Regions from separate parts of the Gasterosteus aculeatus genome. Here region 1 is linked to region 2. A link is a contact called in public Hi-C data. All regions are on one chromosome and are shown on one strand. The core of a region is the stretch at or near the end of the contact, and the rest is flanking DNA. Distances in the headings are between cores, read along the strand shown.

Region 1 (3,506 bases), core at 588-3,087, 75 kb before region 2:
AGATCAACCAGGGCCTGAGCGTCTTAGGGGAAACCAGACGCCGGTACTGGATTCTGCGTGGTCGCCAAGCCATTCGCCAGCATCAACACCAAAATCCAGACCGTCAGAGATGGAGAGCCAACCCAGTCGTTCCCAAAATGGCAGACCTTCCTCCAGCCCGTCTTAGACTGTTTAATTGCCCCTTCTGGTCCACAGGGATGGACTGTTTTGGGCCCTCCACTGTAAAGGTTGTCTCACTCAGAGGGAAACCCTTTTGAACTACTCAGTTTAGAGAAGGAGAAACAGAGCTGGAAGGTGCCTTTGAGGCCAGACTTAAAGAAACCATTGGCCCACACACAAGGAACTTCCAGTTCAACATTTTGGTGGAAGTTGGGAACGAGAGATGAAATCAATCAAAATGGCCCCAATTAGGAAACCAACCAACAACAGAAACTGTTTTGTACACAGTCTTGGTTGAAGTTGAAGTCATTCTAAATTGAAAACCTCTCGGATGGATCTCCTCAGACCTCGCTGATCCGGCCTAGTTAAGGCCAACTTCCGGTTTTGTCTCTTGACATGAGTGCTTGGTCAGTTTCCAGGTGCTGGACTGATTCCAATAGCGTGGAAATATGATGCAAATAACGGAATAAAATGGCACGGCTGAATAAACAGTAAAGTTAATGAAACCTTGTTTCCTATTGGTTTGTGGCTCTAGTTGAACATTGAATCCACTACATAGCGCTTACGCTGAATGTACTTTCCCGAAGTGATTTTGTGTTTGTCGACTCTGCGTGGTGAAGTATTTGATCACTCAGTTTCAGCAGTATTTGCTTTGTGGCTCTTTGCTGGTCCAAAGGTAGATTCAGGCTACGGTTTCAGCTGTTGGCCGTTTTCTCCTCTGCCACCAACGCATACAAGTACACATCCAACAAATACTGAGTACACTCAGCAGCATCGGACTACTTCATCCTGCCCGACTGCCCGCCCGTCCCTGTGGCACCGGTGCTGCAGGAGGCTGCGTCGAAAAATTTGTTGACACGCGGGTAAAAAAAGCGTGTGAGTGTCTCTCTGAAAACCCGCAACCATAAACTGGGCTTTAAAATGAATCCAACGACAACGAGAAGACGCAGCTGCAGCTGCAGAAGCATGCCAGAGCCTTTAGCCTGCTGCGAAGAATAATCCTGGGTTTAATTCAACCTGCTTTCGTGCAACCAAGTCAAAGCTAAATTCATCAAGGATAACCTGAATATCCCGGCGTAATCCCTCATCCTGGTTTTGTGCAGGGGCCCTCTGATCTTTTGGAATAGCGCACAGGGATGCAGAGGACGTGTGTTTGATGCTCCTGTATGTGGTCTGATTCAGACGTATGATGTGAGACAGTGGTGGGATGGGAAAGAACGGTGATTTAAGCCATTTTGAGCGTGGCGTGGCTGAGTGTTTCACAATCTGCTCACTTACTGGGATTTTCACGCACGACCATTTCTAGGGTTTACAAAGAATGGTGTGAAAAGGGAAAAAAAATACCGTATGCGGCAGTCCTGTGGGCGAAGATGCCTTGTTGATGCTAGAGGTCAGAGGTCAGGGGAGAATGGGCCGACTGATTGAAGCTGATAGAAGAGCAACTTTGACCGAGGTGTGCAGCAAAGCATTTGTGAAGCCACAACACGCACAACCTTGAGGCGGATGGGCTAGAACAGCAGAAGACCCCACCGGGTACCACTCATCTCCACTACAAATAGGAAAAAGATGGCAATAAATGTTTCCTGCTTCCTGATAAATAACATCAGTAGTCTGTGGCTTTATAACCCGTCCCAGTCTAAAACCGGATCTGCACTAATACGCTGCTCATCTTTTCAAATACACTTCTCTGATTGATTGATCTGGTGAGAGGGTTGTTCATCCGTTTGATGGAAATAACTTAATAATAATAATAATAACTAAATGTAAGCCTCATTGTCATGTTTTCAGGAGAATGGAACTATTAGAGATAATAAATAATAAAGCCCTCCTCTTGTTCACATCAATGTTTTATAGATATGACACTCAACGTGCGTGTGGTCTCCAGTCCAGCAGGTGGCAGCAGGTCGACACGTCGAACCAGACGCTCGTCAGAGAAAAGCTCACTGAGCATGCGCAGAAACTCAACCCGGAAGTGCACCGAGTAAACAACCGCGCGAGCTTCTCCTCGTTCTCCGCCGTCTGCCCTCCGCGCACATGTCCCAGATCGAGATGCTGAGGCTGCTCATCACGCAGCGGCTCACCGCCGCCGCCGAGGAGATCTTCGGCGTGTTCGGAAGAACCATCGCCGACTACGAGGAGCAGATCTCCCGCTCCGAGCTGGAGATCTCCCGCCAGCGACGGCTGCTGGACCTCTCGAGGAAGCCGCGGGTCTCCCTGCGGACGGGTGAGATGCACAGCAGAAGTAGACGTGCACGGAGGCCTTCAGGGTAACGGGTCCTGACTCTTCTTCTCTCTCTCTCAGCTCTCCGCGAGCAGCAGGACTGGAGCTCCGAGCTCAGTGACGCCGAGGCTCCGCCCATCAAGCAGGAGCAGGAGGAGGCGTGGCCGGCTCAGCGGGAGGAGCACAACAACGTCAAGTTCTCCTTCTTCCCGAGCAGCGGCGCTGGAAGCGAGCGGGACGGCGACGAGGAGCCCTCCTCGCCTCCGAGGCTGCGGGACCCGGGCGACTCTGAGCCGGACCCCCTGCCCGGCCCCTCGCTCCAGCCCGACGTCCAGGGTGTGGTTCCGGGGAACGACCTGGTGGACTCCTACATCTGCACTGTCTGCGGGCGCGCCTTCGCCCAGCGGGCCCACTGGGCCAAGCACGCGCAGGTGCATCGCGAGGTGGGCGGGGCCAAGGCGGACAAGTCGTACACGTGCGACATCTGCGGGAAAAGACTGACGCGCTTCGACGGCTACCAGAAGCACCTGAGGATCCACACGGGGGAGAAACCCTACCGCTGCTCCCACTGCGGCCGCCGCTTCAGCGACAACTCCAACTACAAGAGGCACGTCCGCACGCACGAGGGGGCGGAGACGGGCTGAGGGGCGTGGCCTCATGCTGGTCCTGCCACTCCTCCTCCGTCAGTCCTCCACAACGGATTCTCTTTCTGAGATTTTTCAGGATGTCAAACGTTTCGCTCGCTTTTGTTTTTATAACCAGATGAACAACGACCGGTCCGGAGGAGGAGGAGGAGGACAATTATATATATTTATATATATAACTTATCACAGATTGAGAGCCTCCCCCCTGCTGCCCGTGTCCCAGCATGCATTGCATTCCTTCACACGAGAGACCCTTTGAGTCCGCAGCGAGAACAAGAGACCTCAATGATGGAAATAATCTCACATCTGAGCTTTTAGCTTTTTAACCCAAAGCAGAAAAGCCAACTGCCCCCATCATTAGCCCCCCCCCCCCCCATCATTAGCCCCCCCCCTATCAACCGGAGATGCTGTGAAGCACAATGGCCGACCAGCAGTGAGTAACTGGCGGCGATGCTTCCGACCGAGCCTCCGGTACACGTGGC
Region 2 (3,275 bases), core at 444-2,943:
TCAGAACCTCTTCATCCACCGTCTGTCCTGATCCAATAAGAACAAACCCAAAGCTTGTCTGTCTCCAGGGTGAAGGATGAGGAAGACTTGGTTGGACGCGAGGCAGAAGGCCTCCGTCTCAGCCGGACTTCCTTCTCTTCAGCCTTTTCCAAGTGGATGGACGTTGTTTCCCTTCCTCACACTTTTTGAGAACGTGTTTCCTCACATTACGTCTAACTACCGAAAACCAAACCAAATATTCTCAATCACAGACTTTTATTTGTGTCTTTATATTTTATCACTGCTATTTTTACTTAATCAACGATGACGTGAAAACTCGTCCCATCAGTAAAACCCATTCAGATACAAACGTGTCGTTTTTTAATATTTGTTTTAGAACTTGATTGATTGGGTGAATAAATCCCTGTCTTGTCTGAACTCACACGCCTTTTCCTTCGGTCTGCTGTCGTCTCACCAGGTTCCACTGAGATACGTGAAGTAACACCAATTGTTCACCAGTTTCCTCTGATCGCCTCCTGGGTTCTGTTTCACCTGCTGGGTTGGGATTGATCCTTCTTGAGGGCAGAATAGGATCTGGGTGGATTCCAGTGATGGTTCATGTTTTCACTAATTACCACCTCAGGGATCGAACACCAAGACCAAACGACTTTAGAGCAGCTGCACCTTCTATTCTTCTCTTTTGAAGCTAATGCTATTCGGTTAGCATGGGAGACAGCGAGGGGGGGGGGCCCCGAGCTCCAACACTCCTCCTTGTTCCATTCTTCTCTCTATGGAGTCAGTTCAGTCTCAATAATTTCAAATGCACACAGAAAGACTCACAAATACAAAACGGACGGATGCACAAATCCTTGTGAATCTTTCTGTGTGCATTTGAAATGAGTGAGACTGAACTGACCCCTGATCAAATCTGTTCCTCCCACCTCTGTTAGCGATGCTAAGCTATGCACGAAACACTCTGCAGGCTGGCTTTAATTTGTCCGAGACCAGCATGATGAGAAGAGGGAGAAACACCACCAAGGACCAACATGTTTTCTGGATAACTTTTACCAGAAGAACATGAGGGAGGCTGAAGATAAATGTAGAAACTGGTTTCATTCCGTCTTTCTCTCTGAGCTCTAAACTCTTGTCTAAACGTGTTGTGGAATTCTCTCTACTTGCGCCCCCCCATCAGTAGAGGAACGCCCCCCCAGCAGAAGGCCCCGCCCCCTGTCACTCACCCAGGGGCATGCCGATGCCGTATCCCTTGGTGTCCAGCAGCCCTCCGATCTGCGTGAGGTTGCAGTTGAGGCTGCGGTAGTACTCGTTCATGGTGCTCTCCATCAGGAAGGCGTACCTGGAGTTGAGGACGCGGGCGATGCCCTCCTCCGTGCTCTTCACGAACACGCTGGGCTGCTTGGAGTACATGTAGTTCCACATCCGCTGGTACGTCTGGTACCGCGAGTTCTGGAGGAATAAGGGGGGGGGTCACTGAACATCCTGGTACCTTTGGTGGGTTCCAAGATTGAAGGTAAGTCATCAAATGTTCCTCCTTCCTCAAAGTATGACTGCTGGAACTCAACCCAGACATTGATCCGAGGCCCCCCGGCTCACCATGAAGAAGGTCATGGTGGACCCCCCGTGGATGGTGCCGTACTGGATGTTTGTCTGGTCGGCCAGATCGTCCGGAGACTCGATGGGGGCCTCCATCCTCTGCACGGTGAGAAAGGCCGCCAGGTTGGCCGTGTAGGAGGAGATGATGATGAGGGTGAAGGCCCACCTGAGGGAGCAGAGAGGAACATCAGCTTCCACCTACTTTTCCCCCAAGAACTCATCAATCATCAATCATCACCATGAACGCGGGAGGAGCAGCACCGGAGAGATGAGCGAGGCCCGAGGGACATGATGGGGACAGACAGACAGACAGACAGACAGACAGACGCAGACAGGTGATTACGTTCAATCAGTTCCCTGAAAATGATCAATTCTGATTGGTTGGACTGAGTGTGATCGTAAATATGTTTACTTGATGATGTCGTAGTTTAGTTACATTTGTTAGTCAGACAGACAGACAGACAGACAGACAGACAGACGCAGACAGACAGACAGACAGACAGACAGACGCAGACAGACAGACAGACAGACAGACAGACAGACAGACAGACGCAGACAGACAGACGCAGACAGACAGACGCAGACAGACAGACAGACGCAGACAGACAGACAGACAGACGCAGACAGACAGACGCAGACAGACAGACAGACAGACAGACAGACGCAGACAGACAGACAGACAGACAGACAGACAGACGCAGACAGACAGACAGACAGACAGACAGACGCAGACAGACAGACGCAGACAGACAGACGCAGACAGACAGACAGACAGACGCAGACAGACAGACGCAGACAGACAGACGCAGACAGACAGACAGACAGACGCAGACAGACAGACAGACAGACAGACAGACGCAGACAGACAGACAGACGTTGACGAAGGTCCCTCTGCCTCCATGAGGCTGAGAGCCGTCACAGTATTGATACTAATGGCTGCTCCAGTCCCTCCAGCTTCACTCCTCCATCTGTCTGACCACAGCTACTGGGAGTAAGGGAGGAGGAGGAGGAGGAGGAGGACGAGGAGGAGGAGGAGGACGAGGAACCAGTTGTAATTTCAGTCTCCACAGACGGATGTTTGCTTTGAAAACCTTTGTTGAAATTCATCTCTTTTAACGAGCAAACGAACACTCGTTAAACTTGTTGGAACTTGTTGAAACAGTTGGAGGCAATAAATGATCTGAGAATAATAAGAATAACTATATGAAGTAGGAGTAAACATCTACACACATATTGAATTGTATGGTTTATTCAGGTTAGAAGTCCCCAAACCGCCCGAACAGACAGAGGAAACATCTGGAGCGTTAGCAGCTGGTTTACGGAGGAGGACAGAGGACACGAGAGCAGCGGAGACGGAACGGGACATCACATGAGGACATGTTCACCTTCAGCCAATGTTCAGCTGAAGGAGGGAGACCCCCCCCTCCCCCCCACCCACAGCCGCGCTGCACCCACCAGACGCCGCTGACGCAGCGGGTGGAGAGAGCTCGCGGCATGATCTCCGAGCCCTGCTGCATGAAGCCCCCCACGGGGAACCACAGGCTGTTCCCCAGCGTGTACTGGTTCTCCAGGACGTCCCGGCGGTCCCGCATGCACGGGTGAGGGTTGTACCACTCGTAGGGGCTGAGCCTGCAGGGGGGGGGGGGGGGACACGAGATGAATCACCTTCATATGAGGATGATTGA

What was found. Hi-C and Micro-C count contacts between places; a contact is called where the count stands out from the background.
Region 1: a contact with region 2 is called in a Hi-C map of skeletal muscle, with 4 times the contacts expected there. The contact joins the promoter of LOC120826647 here to the enhancer-like site in region 2. A contact is called at or near these places in 3 of 6 Hi-C or Micro-C datasets (skeletal muscle, tail fin and whole body).

What each region holds. Positions count from the first base shown.
Region 1 is chr10:18,275,410-18,278,915 of fGasAcu3.hap1.1, reverse strand. It overlaps LOC120826647, which reads left to right and starts at 1,837. Exons shown (of 2, transcript XM_040189108.2): 1 at 1,837-2,383; 2 at 2,462-3,506. The coding sequence starts at 2,194. The coding sequence ends at 3,024.
Region 2 is chr10:18,200,274-18,203,548 of fGasAcu3.hap1.1, reverse strand. It overlaps LOC120826414 (glutamate receptor ionotropic, kainate 5), which reads right to left. Exons shown (of 22, transcript XM_040188676.2): 17 at 3,046-3,219; 18 at 1,591-1,756; 19 at 1,218-1,443. Among protein-coding and RNA genes, the nearest start is that of LOC120826348, 28 kb to the left of the region's middle. Within about 2 kb of position 1,693, at least 1 of the 9 cell types and tissues checked has open chromatin away from gene starts, as enhancers often do.